Linked DNA regions of Canis lupus: region 2 is linked to region 1. The links are chromatin contacts, called in public Hi-C maps. All regions are on one chromosome and are shown on one strand. The core of a region is the stretch at or near the end of the contact, and the rest is flanking DNA. Distances in the headings are between cores, read along the strand shown. Region 1 has its middle 170 kb from the start of PFKFB3. Region 2 overlaps PFKFB3 (6-phosphofructo-2-kinase/fructose-2,6-bisphosphatase 3).

What was found. A called contact is a pair of places that touch in the nucleus more often than the background predicts.
Region 2: a Hi-C map of blood shows a contact between it and region 1, with 1.8 times the contacts expected there. The contact joins two enhancer-like sites.

What each region holds. Positions count from the first base shown.
Region 1 is chr2:28,666,630-28,672,575 of UU_Cfam_GSD_1.0, forward strand. No RefSeq gene overlaps it. Among named protein-coding and RNA genes, the nearest start is that of PFKFB3, 170 kb to the right of the region's middle. Within about 2 kb of position 2,617, at least 4 of the 20 cell types and tissues checked have an H3K27ac peak or open chromatin away from gene starts, as enhancers often do. A contact at or near this core is called in blood, where this site is marked.
Region 2 is chr2:28,777,010-28,783,077 of UU_Cfam_GSD_1.0, forward strand. It overlaps PFKFB3 (6-phosphofructo-2-kinase/fructose-2,6-bisphosphatase 3), which reads right to left. Exons shown (of 15, transcript XM_038530188.1): 2 at 5,336-5,461; 3 at 4,664-4,760; 4 at 3,896-3,962; 5 at 3,260-3,334; 6 at 2,851-2,907; 7 at 353-477. Among named protein-coding and RNA genes, the nearest start is that of PFKFB3, 58 kb to the right of the region's middle. Within about 2 kb of position 4,527, at least 2 of the 20 cell types and tissues checked have an H3K27ac peak or open chromatin away from gene starts, as enhancers often do. A contact at or near this core is called in blood, where this site is marked.

The DNA of each region.
Region 1 (5,946 bases), core at 1,367-3,866:
CCACCAACAATGTAAGAGGGTTCCCTTTTCTCCACATCCTCTCCAACATTTGTTGTTTCCTGCCTTGTTAATTTTCCCCATTCTCACTGGTGTGAGGTGGTATCTCATTGTAGTTTTGATTTGTATTTCCCTGATGGCAAGTGATGCAGAGCATTTTCTCATATGCATGTTGGCCATGTCTATGTCTTCCTCTGTGAGATTTCTGTTCTTGGTTTCATATCAGGTCATGATCTCAGGGTCTGGAGATCAAGCCCTATGTTTGGCTCCATGCTTAGTGTAGAACCTGATTAAGATTTTCTCTCTCTGTCCCTCTCCCTCTGCTCCTCCCTGCTACTTGTACACTGTATCTCTCTTTTAAAAAAAAAGTCAAGGTATTGTATTTTATTGTATTTTATTTTATTTTATTTTACTTTATTTTATTTTATTTTTAAGTCATGGTATTTTAAATGTTAACTAACAACCCCATATAGGATTATGAACAAAATATACATACATACATATGTATGTATGTACATACACACACACACACGCACCACTATCTATGCTAAAATATTTAAAAGTAAATCAGAAGGGACACATAGGTGGCTCAGTTGTTGAGCATCTGCCTTCAGCTCAGGGCATGATCCTGGGGTTCTGGGACTGAGATGAGTCCCACAACAGGCTCCCTGAGGAGCCTCTGCCTGTGTCTCTGTCTCTGTCTCTCTCTCTCTCTCTCATGAATAAATAAAATATTTTTTAAAAAAGATACACAGGAGTATAATGATGGACCCTCTGAGCTCCTTCCACAAAAGTAAGCACATTTTTTTAAACCTTAGCTTGAGTCTTAATTACACATAAAAATCACAGCTTAGTCTCTTCATTTTAAATCCAACAAACTGAAGCCCAGACAAGGGACATGACTTGCTCAAGGTTGTCCTGAGAATTAATGACAGAGCTAAAACCAGCACCAAACTTGAGTCTTTCCATGGCTACTGTGGAGCTTCTGAAAAAAAACTTTTCCAAACATAAAAATAATACACAACTTTTTTTTTAAAGACTTAGCTTAGCCCCCATGGTGACTATCCAGGGCCAACCGTCAATTTTAGAATTGAATTTTCCATAAGTGACTCTTATCCATTTGAGAGAGAAAGAGAGAGAAATAGTGTGAGGGGAAGGGGAGAAAGAAGAATCCTCTAGCAGGCTCCCCTTTGAGCAGGGACCCCCACCCCACCAGACTGATCCCACAACCCCAAGAACATGACCTGGGCCGAAATCAAGAGTTGGCCGCCCAGCCAACCAAGCCATCCAGGTGCCCCTACAAGTTTTTGTAGAAAATGTATAGGAAAAAAATTAAAATACGTAGATTTAATAAAATGCTATCCATAATTCCTATGCTCAGATATACCCACTATTGGTGTACCTCCTTACATCCATACCTAGTAATTTTAATTTATATTATACCTTACGGTTTTGTGGACTGCTTTTATTTAATTTGCTTTTACATTGGAAACATGTAATCCCCATGACATATAATAATCTTCAAAAACATGATTTTTGTAATGATTGTATGCAGGACAGTTCATCATTTATTTATCCATTCCTCTATTGTTGGACATAAATATTATCTCTAAGGGTTTGCTATAATCACTCTAAGATGAACATTTTGTTCCTAGAATGTAAGTATTATGAAGGTAGAGAATTTGTCTTATTGCTCACAGTACCCTCAGCCCCCAAAGGGGGTCTAGCACATAGTAAAAGCTCAGGATGGATGGATGGATGGATGGATGGACGGACATAGATGGATAGGAATGGATAGATAGATATCAATGGATGATTGATATGGATTTGTATGCATCTCTGATAACTTCTCAAAACTCTTTTTAGTTTGAGGGATAACATAGATTTTCTGGTTAAGGTACCGTGTAAAAATAGGGCATCGATTTATTTGAAATGATTTATTATCCCATATACTAAAAACCTATTCGTTCTTTATTTGTCATTTAAATGGAAGTATTTATTTACCTGAAATTCAAATTTAACTTGGCATGCCACAGTTAGATTTGCTAAATCTGACAGACATAATTCTTAATATACCACCTTCATAGTATAAGCTGCCCAGAATACCCACACTGGTCCCTGAGCAAGACTCCAATCCTCTTAAGGAGTTTAAACCCATTGGCCTGTGGCAACCAAACGGGGAATGCTATAAACAGCCACTATCTTTTGAGCCCCTGATCTTCCTTCATGAGTCAAGACAAATGAGAAAAACAACAGCAGAGAGAACACCCAACAATGGTGACGCACCCAGCCAGAACAGGATTTTTTCACACAAATCACGGTACAAGAGTGTCTTCTCAGCACTGCTCTCTCCTCTACCCCCACCTCTCCTCTTCTACTCATGACGTGAGTCATTCCTTTGCCCCCTCGCTGCTCCTGTCATGACCTATAAGAAACTGCATGATCTGTCCCCTGCCTAGATAGGCATGTTTATCCATCTGCCTCTCTCTTCCTCTCATTCTCTGCACTACAGCCACCCTGGACTTTTTCAGTTCCTCTCATGTACCTGGGCTCCTTCCTACCACAAGATCTTCACACACACACACACACACACACACACACACACACACACACACTTGCTTCTGCCCAGAAAGTCCTCGCTTTCTCCTCCTCCTCCCGTTATTCAGGTCACTCTCCATCTCATCTCCAAAGGCACTCTCTCAAGAAGCTGTCCCAAACTTATTTTGCAGGCTAGGTCAGATTCGTTTTTTTCTAAGTCGTTAAAAGCACTGTATGTTCGTCCTTCCCTGCACTTACCATAGTTGACATTTTAATTTCGTTTTCGTGGTTGTTTGCTTAATATGTATCTCTACTAGAATCTAAACTCTAGGAGGCCTAGAAAACCATGTCTCTTTTTTTGTAATCAGTCTGTTCCCAGCACCTAACAGAGTTTCCGCCAAAAGAAAACAACTGGGACACTCAAATATTTATTGAGCAGGAAACGGAAGCCTGCAAGCTTGCTAACATCTTATCCTTCCCAAAGTGGACAAATAGCCACTCCTGACTTGGGAGACTGACTCACTCCAGGTGGGCAAAAGGAGGAAGATCAAAAATCCAACTTCTTCTTTGACTAAATGTCTACAGAACTATATATAATCCCCATATTACACATACAACAGGACATATGACCACAAACAATTATAATGTTTGTGTGGTGCAATGTGATATTTTCAGAGGCATACAGGGGTATAATTTAGACAATGTAGGCAAATATGGAGTGAAAATTAAGAACTTTGTCCTGTCATTCAAACTAACTTTTCTTCTAGCTGAAAGTTTCCAAACTTACAGGTCCATGGGGATTTTCAGTCATCCAGAGGATGGTTCTTCTGTTAGCTTACCCCCTACACTGGATCCTCTTCCTCTTTCAGACCTAGGCCTCTTTTCGCCTTACTCTAAATTATTAGAAACATGTTCAAACATACGTAAAGGTAAAAAGACCAACAGTACTCATCATCCAGTTCAACAAATATCAACACATGGCCAATTTTGTTTTATATCCCACTCACTTTCCTTCCCAACACCACTGGATTATTTTTGAAGCAAGTCTCAAATATCATATTATTCCATCTATCAATACTTCAGTATGTACTGCTGAAAGATAAAGACTTCCACAAATGTCATAATTTATCAACAATTGGCTTGTTCAAATTAAGATCCAAATAAGGGCAATGCATCAGTCTGACTGTATCTCTTAAATCTCTATAGGTTCATTCTCCCTAATTCTTGCATTTTATTTATTGAAGAAACAGAGCTATTTGCCCTATAGAGTCTCCCACACCCCAGGTCTTTTTTTTTTTTTTTAGTCACACCCTAGATCTTATTAATTACAACCCCTAAAGTGTCTTTCATCATGTTCCCCTGCCCTCTGTAGTTTCTTTCTCTAAACTGGCAGAACTAAAAGCAGAATAAATGTATGATCTTTCCTCCTTTACTTGGCTAGTTTTCAGAATAATCACAGGTGACAGACTTCTCCAAACAAAACAAATGAACTGTTGTTTTGAAGATCATTGTGAATTCATGGATTTATACATATTTATGTGTTTAAATCCCTTGTAGTCATTATACTTTGTGATATTCAAATTGTCCTGTCTTTGGCCAATGGGAACTTCTGTGCCCTTGTGATCTGACCCCAGTTGTCATTAATGGTTTCCATGCTGGTTTGAGAAAAGGTTCTTGGCTCCTCTTATATAGTTCCTGACCCAAATCTGGATCAGCTATTTATCCAAGGACATTTGGTCACTTGTACGTTGTAATTCACCTACGGTTTCAATTTCCCCATTCAGTGACCCTAAATACTCCTGTTAAGGGGTTCAGAATAAAAATGGCATAAAAATTATTTTGAGCTGAAGGCATTTGAATTCCTGAAATGGCTTATCTGTCTAAACACTGAGCCTCCTATAATAACTCAACTGGCATAAGTCCCTCCTTGAGAGCAACGGTAACCCTTTTGGAGATAACTCAGCACCACACTCAGACATTGTCAAAAATTGTCGTATCTCCCATCCATTTCCTTTGGGACCATTTATCTTTCCAAAAAGAAAGATAACCATTTTACGTTTAAATTGTTTTCTCATAAAAAAATAATAAAAATAATAGTTTTCCCATAAGTGCCCTTCTCCCCGTCCCCTTTCACCTCATAAGATGGTATATAAGCCCCAAATTCTAACTGTCCTTTGAGCCACAGGACTTTGTAAACTCCCATGTGTACATATATGATGAAAGTTTGTCCTTTCTCCTGCTAATCGGTCAGTCTGAGTTTAATTTGCAGACACCTCCAAACAATGAACCTAAGAGAGAAAAGTCTTTCCTCTCCAACACCGTTCAGATTTTCCTACTGTTCTATAGATGCATATGCTCAACAGCTAACTGGACATTGACATCTCTGCATCCACTGGACACATTTCAAATTCAACTGTTCAGATATGAACTCATCCTCTTTCCCTCACACCTGTTCTCTAATTATTATGGCCTTTGTCGGTACTCCGGTATCTGTGTTTGGAGTCAAGTCAGAGCAAGACTGTTAGAAACATGTGGATTCCACCCACACCCTCATGAAGCAGCCCTCTGTGGCTGTCCTGGTTAAAGCAAACTTCTAACGGTACAGCATGATCCTGGGCTTTGCAACACTCATGAGGCTCAAACATGCTGAAGACTCTCAGCCAGCCACATCCCTTAATTTGCATGAGGCTGTGAAAAAAAAAAAAAAGTCTTTGAAGAAGTCTGGCCCTGAGCAGGCTAGTGTAGAAGATGATGAGAACAGTTCTTACAGCATGAAGCTGTTGTCCGATCTTATTTTGACACCATGCTGGCAAAAAGAGGTGGAGGTATAAAAGCTGGGTCAGCTCTCCGAAGCCCCTCTGAATAAGCTGTAGTTGAATGGGAGAAAACACTAGAAGGTGTAGGGCTTTCCAGGTGGGCCTCACACAGACAGCAGCACAGATGTTAACCTAGGGGCAGGAGAGGCACCACAGGAAGAGGGCCGAGGCTTTGGGTAGGAGAGCAGAAGGATGGCAACAGCTCTGATTGGACAAAGCAAAGGGGTGACTGAGGGTGGGGTGGAGTAGACTGGACATGCTGCCGACAATCAGACAGGGCCTCAGGGCACTAAGACTGTGGCCAATGTAAACTTGTCCCAGCCACGGCTGAGTCCTGGGACACAGTGGGCACACGAGAGGCACATTCCCTCACGGGCCGAACCCAACCCCTCTACTCCCAGACCCGTGGCCCCTTCAGGAACCAGCTCCTCCAGTTCTGGCTCCCTCTGCTCTGGAACAGGGGGCTTCCTCAGCTAACAGTGTCCTCCTGGATCACTGACTGCTTCCAATGGCTCCTCCCCCTCGGGCTGCCTCCCCTGCAGGCCCTCCTCTACTGCCTAGCATGGCTTCATCTTACCCCACACCCCAAACATAA
Region 2 (6,068 bases), core at 3,277-5,776, 110 kb after region 1:
CCCAATGTGGGACTCGATCCCGGGACCCCGGGATCACGGCCTGGGCCGAAGGCAGGCGCTAAACCACTGAGTCATCCGGGGATCCCCAATAAATAAAATCTTTAAAAAATCAAAAAAAAAAAACAAAACAGAAAGGAAGCAACAGGAGCAAGACGGCGCTCAGCACGCACTTTCCACACCTCGACTCAGCACCTGAGACATTTACACTGAACACATGCGATCAAGGACTTCTTTAAAAGACATTTTAAAAGGTAGTTTTTGAGAGTATTCAGGAGCAAGTGCTTTCACGTGGACAGCAAGAAAACACTAACGCAGGGGATTGGGCAATGGTCCCCTCTTAGGAATGAATTACCTGTCACATTTGTCGGGGTCGAGGGGCTGGTAGCTGGCTTCATAGCAACTGATTCTCTTCATGAAGTCGTCCATAGCTTCTGCTGAATTGCAATCTTTGTAATCCGGGCTGGAGATTTTGACTTCCTGCAACACCACAAAAAGGCAGCTGATGAATCACGCTGTGCAAGGCTTTCTGCTTAGACGAAGCGGGATTTGGGGCTTGCAAACAGGGAAAGCACAGACCAGCTCAGAATAATGATGATCCTACCCGGCATTTAAGAGGAAAAAAAAGGGGGAAAAAAAAAAAAAAACCACCGGGGATTGAGTCATAGTCTGATGATTACATGGGGAAAGCACCCAAGGGACACAGAGGATCCCTGCCTGGAGGGATGGAAACAGAAAACCCACAGGATTCTAACGAACACATCTGAATGGGCCACGTTTGGGGATCAACCCAGTGGCCAGGACGCCACCGGACCGCCACCCTCAATCCCAGCTCTGGATAGGCACCCATGACGTTCCGCGCGTGGACAGTAGGTGGCCCGCTCGCAAAGGTGCACTCGGGGGTGCCAGCGGTGCTCTGCCCTGCGCGCCAGGCGGGACTCTTCCTCCCACCTGCCCTAGACGGGCAGCGCATGCTTGCAACCCGGCCCCGGTCAGAGCTTCTCCCCCTGGACCACACGCCTCGGGCCTTCCTCAGGTTTGCTCCCACACAAAAGAGGTCAAGGAGGAAGGACCCCCAGACCTGCCGTCTCCTGTAAGTAAGTGACATGTCTGAGAAACAGGGCAGGTTTTAGGGACACTCAGGATTTGTTCCTGCGTGTGCTCTCTCCAACAAGCCGTGAGACAGGCGGACACTCTCCAAAACCCCGAGTCCGCGGGGAGTTAGGGGTCCACGACATAGGGCCTCTGCCTGGGAAGACGCGGACCTTCTGCCGTCCGGGGAGGTGACCACTGCGCGGAGACGGGAGCGCGCTGAACGCCGCAGCGCGGAACGCTCGCACGGGTCAGACGGCAAATCTGGTCTCGTGTGTATTTATCGGGCCGCGATGAAAAGCGATCTAAGTGGCCAAATCCCTCTCTCCCTGGCACGGCCACCACAAAGAGCGCAGCGGGAAGGCCTAAGCTCCAAAGCTGCTCCAGGGCTTAAGCAGAGCCCCGGATTTCTGAACACAGAGGGGTCAGGGCAAACGACCAGATGTGTTAACAGAGCACGAGATAAGCGGGGAGCTCCCAGCCAAGCACGTGGGGCCCACTCGCTGCGGAACACCAACTGTGCAGCTGCACCCTGCTTCGCCACCAAGGGGAATGAGGACCAAACCCAAGAGACACAAGCAAAACCCTCTGTTCCGATGACCGCCACGTCTGTGCTACGTCCCCGTACTTTGAGCCTCTTCCTTTGGACGTGCTGAAAACTAACCGGGCCTGATTTTCCACTAGTTGAATAGCCCTTCCTGACATACAAACTCATTTCTTAGAAACGCTCGTGAATATTCCCGCTGCCTTCCAAGCCAATGGATCTTCAGCAACCCCCTAAGGATGCACGCGTGGGGGATCCCTGGGTGGCTCAGCAGTTTAGCCCCTGCCTTCGGCCCAGGGTGTGATCCTGGAGACCCGGGACTGAGTCCCATGTCGGGCTCCCTGCATGGAGCTTGCTTCTCCCTCTGCCTGTGTCTCTGCCCCTCTCTCTGTGTCTCTCGTCAATAAATAAAATCTTTAAAAAAAAAATAAAGATGCACGTGTGTATACAGCAAACCGGAGCACTCCCTGTACAAGCCTCAGACCCGCTTGTCATTAGAGACATGTCTTACTCTCATGTAATTTACACAGAAAATTATCTACTTGGGAAGGTGACCTGTGGTAAGGTCTTCATGGTAATGGTTTCCACTTACAATATATCGCTCTCAAGTGGCAAAATTTAAGAATCAATCAAATTAAGCTGCCAGTTACCTTCAATTTATCTGGGCAAACTCCCCCTTGGCACCGGGAGAGGAGAAGGTTACATTACAGATGCAAAAGCAGGAAGATCGTTTTCCTACCTCCAGTCTTCCCACACATGGGGGTTCTGGTTGAGTTGGCTGCGTCCTATGGCGTTTTATCGATACACGATCATTCTTACTAAGACCTTAACAGCCTAAGAGTCCACCCCACTGCCTCCTTTCCCATCTGGAGCAGGTGAGCTGCCCTTTGTCCCAAGCAGCCCCGTCCCCAGCTGGCTGCCAAGCTACCCACAGAAACTGTTTCCAGTCTCCTCCTTTATCTCTCACGTCCTACAAAGATTGGTTTCTGCCAACGGTCTGCAAGGACCCCAGATAAAAGCCAGCCCAGGTCACAGAACATGCTTCTAAATTAAATACTGCTCTGCACCTCCCTCCTCCCTGGATTCCCATTTCTCCGACAAAACCAACAAGTGGGTCAGCCAGCTCGCTCTCAGCACCCAGTTATTGCTCTGGGCCTGACCTGGTTCCCCACTTTTCTCTCACTGCCACCCTAGAGTGGGGTTCTGCGTGGTCTTACCATGATGTTCGAGGCCACAACCATAGGGTCATCGCACACAGACTCAATGAAAAACACCTGGAAGTAAAAGTAAGGCAAAAACGTTAGGACACAACAAATGTGGTTAACACAAAGGGCTGACTTGGGTGTCACTGTGATGTCATCACCACACTGGAGGAGACAAGACCTCTTTAAAAATACCCAAACACATAAAACCAACCACTTGCTCAATCCTACCTCCTAGTCATGGTAACCCCTGAGAGTCCCCACCAGGGAGACTCAATCTGTAAGGCAGCAAAGCAGGGGCAGCAGGAGGTAAAGATGCAGGCAAGGAGCAGCGGTGCCCCAGACATGGCAATCAGCCAGTTCCCGAGGGGTATGTTTTCCTCACTCCTCCATGCTCCAGAGCAAGACAAGAAGTTTGGCTCACCTTGAAATCATTTTCTTTGGCAAAATGAAGGATCATGTGTCTCCTCTCTCTGGTAGTATTGGTGGCATCGAAAACCTGATAGCAAGAAAGACGGGCAGTGAGGAGAGCCCAAGTTTAAGATCTATAGTATTTACCAAACCACAAGTAGGTCAGGCCTGTCACCTCCAGGTGTAAGCCAAACGAGGTTCCAGGAGAGATGGTGCCCTGCCCCCTGGGCCTCCTGCTGCCTCCAGCACTCTGGGACAGATAGGGAGCTGGGGGATGGTACTTAAACCAAATGAACAGTAGCAACGCACAGGAGAGGGTGCAAGGGAAGGGACCCTGGCTACCATGGCACAGCTACCCCAGGCCCAGCCTGCCTTGGAGGGTGGTGTCCAACGGCATACAGATGAGGGGTGATCAGAGCATACCAACCAGCTGTGCCCCGGGTCTGCACCCAGTTAACCCCCTTCCTGGGTCCCTGTGCTGCACTAGCCACTTGCTTCCCTCAACTCTCAGGCCAGAGGCACTTGTCCCAGTAGAGGTGTCCCTGCAATGTCTCTTGGCACTGCTCTGGCCACTGTTCTACATTTTGCTCCCTCCAGGGCACTACCCCACTATGGCACTGGAGACAGGGCTGGCAATTCCCAGACTTACTGCAATTTGGCCCCCTTCCTTCATCAGGTAACTTTTGACATCTCTCAAGGCAGCTAGAGCACACTGCCTGGAACACACAGAAAGAGAATGCAGGCATCAGAGCAGCACAGCCCAAGGGGGAAGCCCACGCAACCCCCCATTCATCCTAACAAACAGACTGACCGGCAATTCCACCCCTAAACCGCCAGGCTGGCCAGGGCGGCCAGGCCCAGCCCCCACACACCCAGAGGCTCTAGGGGAGGCTTGCACGGGTGGCCACGGTCACCCTCGGGAGATGGTGCTCATGCCTGGCTGCACACAGAAATCTCTCCGGGAGCTTTTACACATCGGCCGCCCAGGTCCTGCCCCTGGATTCTCACTGCACTATCTAGGGGAGGGCTGGCATCAGGAGCTTCCCAAGCTCCCGGGTGCATCTAGAATGCTGTCAGGGGTTGAGCGCCACGGGACCTGGGTTTCACGACCACCCCGGGCTTAAAAGAAAAATGCTCAGCAAATGTAAACAGATGATTTTACACACACATACACACACACACATTTTGTTCGTCCTCGACGAGGCATCACTGCTGATCTGTATCAACCCTCAGATGAACTGGGCCACGGGTTGCAGATGAAGCAGCGAGCCCCAGCGAGGCCGACACACACCCTAGCACACTCGGAGGCCCATCTGGGGAGCCACACCGCAGGCAGCTTCCTCTTTCTCCCAGAGAACCCGGCTTCAGGAAGCAGAGCAAACCCACGTCCAGGCTCCCGCAGCAGCTTGGGCCTTACTTGCGGACTTTCATGGCTTCCTCATTGTCGGGGCGGAAGAAGCTGTAGGAGCTGTACTGCTTCACGGCCTCCCGGCGGTACTCCCCGACGTTGAACACTGCGGGGGCAAAGGCAAGGACCCTTACTGACCCCCTCTCTACCAAAGGAAGCCACGCCAACGCACCGACGCCAACCCGAGTAAGGTTCCGCTAAGACGCAGAGACCAGGGAGTGGACCTACCCACGCGGGGCTGGGAGGCCAGAGGCAGCCCCGCTTCCCCAGCCCCAGTGCCGCTCACGGTGGCCTGCTCTTCCAGAGCCCGTCTTCCACCGCCCCGCCTGCAGTCCAGCTGCATGAGACCGTGCAAAGAGGCCGCAGCACACAACTACGTGCTGGTGGGACTTAAGGGACACGGATCCCCCCAGACCATGTGGCCAGAGAAGGCATCTTGAAGGAGGTGCAGGGCAGTAGGAAATGAGCAGCAGGTGGGAAAGCATCCAGCACAAACGAAGGGTATGTCCATAGGGTGGTGAGTGACACGGCCAGAGGGACCCCCCCCACAACCACAGGGGGCAGGCCAGCCCCAGCGGGGCCCCACAAGGCAGGTCCCAGCAGCCATTTAATAGTTGCAGGGGTCAGTGAGCAAGACCACAGCGCTCCAGGTGACCAGACTGGCCGTGGCACTGGCCTCACCTTTCGTGGGGACGCCAATCCAGTTGAGGTAGCGAGTCAGCTTCTTCGAGATGTACGTCTTACCCCGGGCTGGGAGGCCCACCATGACGATCACGGTGGGGGAGTTGGTCAGCTTCGGCCCACAGGCTAGGGGGAGAACAAAGAAGGGAGTGAGCGAGGAAGCAGGTGCCGTGATGAACTAAATCCACGATGAACTCTCAGGAATTCTGCAGCAATTCCTATTTCATTCCCACCTCAAAGCCCAGGGTCCAGCGGGGCTGAGACACCCCCACACATACCCCACCCCAGTTACGCATCCCCATCTTGTTTTCAGGTCATGAGTGGCAGGGGCTGTCCCAACCCCAAATACCGACCCGATACCTGAGGGCCCTAAACCCAGCCAGGAACCCCATTACTAATCCCAGAGCAGAAAGCACTCTTGGGGAGAATGAGGAAGGGACTCCCCAATACCAGTGGGGGTGCGTTAGTGGTAGGAAAGGTGTTTCAATAAGACAAAACATCAGGGAGAGAGGTTTTCACTGGTTTTAAGAAAGGAGCCCAAAGAACCCTGTTCTGGACACTCAATGGGCAACGTTTTCTTGGCTGGTGTCTTGCCCTTGAGATGCTAAGGTGACTCCAGCATCCTGGGGACAAGCATGTCAGGGGCCCATTGGGGACAGGAAACCAGCCGCCTGCCCACTCCCAGCCCAGCCACACTGCCTGGTGCTCGCTGGCCGCCTGGTCGGTTACGTGG